Linked DNA regions of Mus musculus: region 2 is linked to region 1. Evidence: chromatin contacts called from public promoter capture Hi-C data. All regions are on one chromosome and are shown on one strand. The core of a region is the stretch at or near the end of the contact, and the rest is flanking DNA. Distances in the headings are between cores, read along the strand shown. Region 1 overlaps Morc3 (microrchidia 3). Region 2 overlaps Ttc3 (tetratricopeptide repeat domain 3).

Region 1 (3,314 bases), core at 161-2,660:
GAGCTCCAGATTTGTCCCCAGGACCCTTGAAAACAAGGAAACTTCTACTCTCGAGAGCAGTGAGCCTGGCCTTCCTGATGGAGCCTTTTTTTTTTGTTTTTTGTTTTTTGTTTTTTTGTTTTTTTCGAGACAGGGTTTCTCTGTGTAGCCGTGGCTGTCCTCGAACTCAGAAATCCACCTGCCTCTGCCTCCCAAGTGCTGGGATTAAAGGCGTGCGCCACCACGCCCTGCTGGCCTGATGGAGTCTTAAGACTTAAGAGAGTAGCGCATTCTGCAGTGAACTAAAGTCAAAGCCTGATGTGAACTGGGAGGATCTGATGTGAACTGGGAGGATCTGATGTGAACTGGGAGGATCTGCCGTTACATTAGCACAACTCAAGAGAAAATCAGCTTCGTAAGGAAATAACTTTCAGTTACCTTTATCGAGTAAATAAAAACAAGAACTTCATTTATTTGCAATTCCCAGAAGGTACTATACATAAAGATTCAACTTCGTATACAACAGATGTGTAGTTAACCACACACACAATGAGTATGTACTGAATTTTCAGAAACAAAAGTTAAAATAAATAGCAACAATAAAACTTTGGAAAAAATAACACATTTTTAGTTGTGGAAAATATGATTCTTAATTATATACAGTTACATATATAATAAAAAGCCACCTCTTTTCAGATTGCACAAAACTTGGGACCAGTAAAAGCATATTTTACAGCATATGGTGCTATGATCCCAGGCCCATTTATGATTAACTCCAGGCTAAAAAACACTTACATTCATAATACAGTAAAAGATATGCAGTACTGTTTGAGAAAGACTACCTTCTCAGCTTACATTAACCTGCAGTAACCCTACAAAGGCTATACAGGAAATTTCACAAAAAGAAATCTCAAATAATTATTGCACCCACTTCATGCTGAATCAACAGCCAAAAATGGGCTTCAAAGTAAACATGGTTGTCACTGGATATTTTTTAACACTTTAAAGATCTTTTCTTTGTCCTGGAAAACACTTTTTACTTGACAATTAGCAATCTTACCACAAGAAAAAGCCAGGCAAACTCAGCTAGCTTTGGCTTTCCTCTCTATGAACAGAATCATGTCAGAGACAGGATTTCATAGAAAACAGCAGTAATGCTCAATTCCCTTACAAGCAGACCCCGCTAGGAGTGCCATGACATTATTTCAAATCCTGTCTTATGCTCATTTAAGGAAACAACAGTAGCAACTTATCCATTTACATACACTATGGCACAGCCCTCGATTTTGAGAAAAATACATTTAGGGAGCCAGAAAAATTGCACAAACTGTATTGTAACAACCTGAAAAGCTCTTGGTGAAAAACACCAGTCTCTAGGGCAATAAAAAAATATTTGTGGACTTAATACAAATATTGACATTTAGAACAGAGGCTAAGTTCGCTATTACGCTGCTCAACCCCAGCAGTTCACAGGTTATGTCAAGAGTTGTGTGTCCACAGTGCCTGGGACACTCGAATGCATAGAATACAGAAAGATGCCGCTCTTCAGTCTGTGACCTGGCACGCGTTACGTGAGAGCTGAAACCATCACCAGACGTCTGCACTTAAGTACTGCTGATCTCGCTCATCTGCTCCACCACTTGTCCTAGAATCTCATCGACTACGTCCACGTCATAATTGACCTGCTGAAGATCCAGATCAGGCACGATCATAGCCAGCAGCTGTCCTACGTTGACTCGAAGAGAACGAAGTTTGAGGCTGCAAACACAGGCATTGGCTAATCAGGTGAGAATTACAATATAAATGACTTCTCTTATGGAACTTAAAAGTGAAAAGATAAAAATGTCTGTTGAATAAAAGAAAATAAAGTGAAAAGAACCCCACCACCACCACTACCAATTAAAGAACTGGATTTAATTAACAGCCAATGGATTCACTAGATGCTAGGCTAAGTCCAAGAACAAGTTTTATAAAACATGTGGTTCAACATACAAATTAGATGTTACTTCCCACTTGCTATCCCCCGGACAAACAGCAGTGCGACAGTGACAATATTCATCAAGAGCGGCTTTGGACTTCAACCTCCCGCTGATGAAAATAAACTGAATTGTTCCTTAATTATGGTTTTTAGAGACACAGTTTCTCTGTGTAGCTCTGGCTGTCCTGGAACTTGCTCCATAGACCAGGCTGCCCTTGAACTCACAGAGATCCATCTGCCTCTGCCTCCCAAGTGCTAGGATTAAAAGTGTGCACCACCACCTCCCAGTTCCTTAATTATGAATAAAAGGATAAAAATTTCTGTCGTTGAGTAAGTTTCCAAAACTTTGGTTTGAGCAATGTTAAGGAGGCTGAGTTAAACTGAGATTTCTCTAAACCCGTCTGTCCTAGTAAACTTTGTCAGGTTGACAGGACTAGAATAACTCGAGAGCAGCTTTCATGGTTCAAGCTGGTCTCTAGGAGTCTAAGCTAAGCAGGAGTCAGGAAGTGAGCAGCAGTCAGCCCTCTTCCACACTTCCTGCCTCGAGCTCCTGCTCTCACTTCTCCTGGAAGCATGAGCCAAAGAAGTCCTCTCCTCCCCAAGTTGCTTTTGGTCAGAGAGGTAGGTAATGATTTGTTTGTTTAGGCTTGTAGCTCTTCCACAGGACCTGGCTTACGTTCCAGCATCCACATAGTATATAGTTAAGATAGCACACCAAAGAAAGCCTTCGCCAGCTCCACTAAAATCTAAACAAAAGCCCAAGCTCTTAGTTAATAGGATGTGCTAACAGTATGTCCTGGTCCTCATCTGTTATTAATAGTATACTAAATATTACACACACACACACACACACACACACACACACACACACACACACGGCGGGGGTGGGGTGGGGTGAGTCCTATGTCAGTCATGGTAAAATTTAGCCCACTTTCAAAGATTAAGCTCAGTTTTTTCACTTTTTACCTATATAATCCAAACCATTTTCTATCCCTTAACTTAGCAACTTGAAGCAATGATGTGTTCCATCTCTCAGTCTTCCTTATCAAAAGCTCTGCTGGGACTACAATGCCCGCTAGGGACTTTTTGAGAATAGTTTTTTTCTACTGAGCATGTGTGAACCCCCTGCAAAAACCTTCAGTACCTTTCCCCGTCCACATAACTGACAGGCTCCTCGGCATTGCTTGCAGTGGACCCATCGGCCGCTGCCTGTTGGCCTGTGGACTTCAGCTGCTCCACTTCAGTCTGCAGCTCTTCACACTGAGAATGAATGTGTGACTTCTCTATTTCCAACAACTGAACCTGACAAGAAAGAAACTTGGTAAGCACAAAATTTAAAAATACAATCCAAGTGCAA
Region 2 (3,269 bases), core at 457-2,956, 570 kb before region 1:
TAATCTCTCTGTCCAAATCTTGGAGGAACCAGTCTAATTCCGTCTTTGAGATCTAGAAGCATTTTAGAAAATATATGAATAATCATGGCAATACTTTCTAGAGAGGAAAAGAACCTGACGGTGTCTCAGCATACGCAGCAGCTCAAGTCCAGGGAGCGGCGTCCTCACAGCACAGCCACAGGCGACCACATGCACTCCCTGCAGGAAGGTACTCAGAAGAACTCTGTACCACACGCTTCAGCCTACACAGTTACCTACCTACAAGAAGCCTGCATATGTTTTAGCTGGCAAGCCCAGTAGGTTTTGTTTCTAGAAATACAAATAAGATGCCCGTGGCTGGCCATTAAAGGCATCTGGATTGACCACCTGCCTGAATTTCAGGCAGTGTGGCAGAGACACACCGGAGGCAATGCTGGTTCCCTTCCTGGAGGGCGAGGGTCAGCGCCACTCCCAGACCCCAGCTCCTTAAGTAACTGCTGGTTTTGAGATATGTGAACATGGAAATGTTAAATAGTGTCCAGTCTCAAATTCCACAACTACCAATACATGCTTAATAAAACTCTGTACTCCTATTTGCTAAAGAAAGACTAGTTTCTTATTAATTCTTGAGGTCCTGATCCTGCTGGTTCAGAACACACTGAGAACAAAGATTCAGTTACAAAAACATGGGCTTTCTCCCTCAAACGGATGGTGCACCCTACATTCAACTACTCAAATGTAATAGGAAGTAATGGCATTAAAGTAAAAAATGATACAGACTCAAGAGGCCATTTCTCCCCTTTTCTCTTATGCCTTAGACACCCAGGGTTTCTATGTTTTTGGCGATGGCCCTGCTAACTAGTCTTCCTGCAAGCCTGAGTCCCAATTCAGAGAACAGCCTGAATGGATGTGATACACGGGCTCTCTTACAAAGTGGCAGGAGTGGAACCAAAGTTCTGTGATGTCCCCTTAGGCTGGTCTTGTCCACATTTTCCTTTCTAATACAATCTTGCTGATTCCAAACACATCACTTCACTTCTGTGACTTAGATGACCCCGTGCCTACCATCCTTACAAACTCCTGTATTCTACATGGTCATTTTTATTTCTAAGATCAATGTAAATCTGCTTGCTATGCCAGTGGAAGCCAGGCCACCTCTGTTTGCACTCTGGGCCAATGATCTCACCTTTGATCTGGTTTTTTGAAAGGGAGATGGTTATGCAACAGGATGAGAACCTGCTTGGCAAAACTGCCTATAGGAAATCAGTTATGAAAGCATAAAGAATTAAAATCATGTGCGTTTGCGCAATGCTCACAGTGAAACTCTGACCTGAGTTCACGTGCTGCTTCGTAAAAGGAAATGATCATATTCATTCCCACCTACTCTTGTAGACACAACCGAAGAAACTCAGGTTCGAAATTTAAGAGGGTACACAGCTCGCCAACTAAGTCTAGTACCTGAACGAACCTGTTGTTTGAGGGATGCAGTAACGGACTCACCATGTTCTTGAGAACAATCTTGACACCAGATGCAAACCACACAAAAAGAAAAGGCACTAGAAGAACCTGGTATGGGCTGCCTGCCTATGCTCCCAACACGTCCGAGATAAAAGGCCATGGACTTTGAGCCCAACCCAGATTACGCAGTAAGACCCTCTCTCAGACGTCTGAAACCTCAAGGGCATGGGAGCTAGACAGAGAACCGCGGTCAGAGCTGCTGCTCTGTCAGTCTTCCTCTTGGGTGCGCTCTATCCCCAAGGTAGAGAACATCTGTACAAACAGGCTTGATGAGCTGTGTGAATAAAGTACCAAGTCTGACCACCAGTGTGTGAAGCTGGAGACGTCTCTTTCACAAACTTCACTCACCAAATGCCTATGTGAAGTACTATGTGCCTGAATCTGCCTGCCACTCAAACAAGGCCACATGGATTACTGTTCAAATCTTCCTGAGGCAATACCACATTTGTATCATTATTTTACTTTATTATATCTCTCAAGTAGTTTATTCAAGTTTGCATTCCACGAATCATATGCTAAGTAGGCTTTAATTTTTTTTTTTTTTTCTTTTTACTGGTATCCCTAGGCCGATCTCTGTGAACAGGTCCTGGGAGTGCTGCCACACTTACTCTATCTCCTTTCTTCCAGGTATACTCCAATTCTAATAGACAAGTTTCCTAATTAAGCTAATTTCCTACTACTTAATGTATTATTCCAGATGTTAATTCTGACTTCTCAAACCATTTTTTCCTTCTTAAATGGGTCTCTCCATTCCCTTTATGAAAAGGAACATCATTTTCTCACACCTGTAATCTCCTTGCCACTAAAGCCACCTTTTTTTTTTTTTTTTGCCAACTGGTACCACTTCACTAAATAACTGATGGTCAGTCTCAACTAATAGAATTCAAACCAGATACTCCAGAGACTTGAATACAGCACAGGCTCCATGAGTTATTCTGACATTTCCTCATGAAGATGAGGGATAGGAACAGAGTCAATTACTTATTAACCCTCATTCTTTACCACAGAGTTTTACCCCAAGTCTTCCAGATAAGCAAACTAAGTTCAGTGATATTAAGTAAGCTAACTGCTCTGTCGGAAGAGTTCTAGACGGAACCACGAGTGGCTGCAGGCTCACATTTGTGACCTCTCCTCTGATAGTGCCTCACAACGCAGACAGGAATTTAACTTGGAATTAAACACAGAAGAGTTTCAGTCAAACAGACAAGGCAATTAAATTAAATCCCAGATTTATAGTCCTTTTCTCAAAACAGTTGGTAAGGTTCTACATCACTACAAGGAGCACTGCCACTGGGTGTGCTGCAGGGAAAAGTGAGAGAGGCTCCTGAGAAGGAGTTCTTGTGTGGCCACTGGTGCAGCTCAGCTGACTGAGGCTGACAAACACTGCCACTCACCGCAGCCATCACCGAGTCTCAGGGAGGTTTACCTTGTTTTCCTCTGTGTGCCGTTGCAGCTTTTCCTCCAGGTCCTTGATCTCTTGTGAGCTCCTGAGTTCTATCTGCTCGCAGTTCTCACATGCTACCTTCAGCTGCTCTCTGAGTAGGTGGCACTCCTTTTCCTTCTGGGAAAGGTCCCCCTAGGAGTAAGCCACAAAAGCGTCAATTTACAACTCCTGAGAATTTATGATCTATTTCAAACTGTCTCAAAGGAGAGTAACAGTAACAGGAAAAGGAAAACTTACATGGGAAATGTAATAATCCAGAAATTAAAACCTCTACAAAGTACCATTCAGCAGAGCCAGCTTTTTTTTTTTTCCCTAACGCTATTATTTT

The links. Promoter capture Hi-C pulls out the DNA fragments that hold promoters and counts their contacts.
Region 2: a promoter capture Hi-C map of cranial neural crest shows a contact between it and region 1, with 4 times the contacts expected there. The contact joins two enhancer-like sites. A contact is called at or near these places in 4 of 39 promoter capture datasets (the C10 cell line, cranial neural crest, frontonasal cranial neural crest and 1 more), 3 of 484 Hi-C or Micro-C datasets (LSK cells, cortical neurons and embryonic stem cells), 2 of 115 datasets of contacts at active chromatin or transcription factors (embryonic forebrain and stem cell-derived neural progenitor cells) and 1 of 9 other capture datasets (embryonic stem cells).

Annotation. Positions count from the first base shown.
Region 1 is chr16:93,873,182-93,876,495 of GRCm38.p6, reverse strand. Morc3 (microrchidia 3) reads right to left here. Exons shown (of 17, transcript NM_001045529.3): 16 at 3,102-3,259; 17 at 423-1,737. The coding sequence ends at 1,584. Among named protein-coding and RNA genes, the nearest start is that of Chaf1b, 9.1 kb to the left of the region's middle. Within about 2 kb of position 1,410, at least 4 of the 459 cell types and tissues checked have an H3K27ac peak or open chromatin away from gene starts, as enhancers often do.
Region 2 is chr16:94,447,803-94,451,071 of GRCm38.p6, reverse strand. Ttc3 (tetratricopeptide repeat domain 3) reads right to left here. Exons shown (of 46, transcript NM_009441.2): 35 at 2,924-3,073; 36 at 1-52. Among named protein-coding and RNA genes, the nearest start is that of Gm23692, 20 kb to the right of the region's middle. Within about 2 kb of position 1,706, at least 17 of the 459 cell types and tissues checked have an H3K27ac peak or open chromatin away from gene starts, as enhancers often do.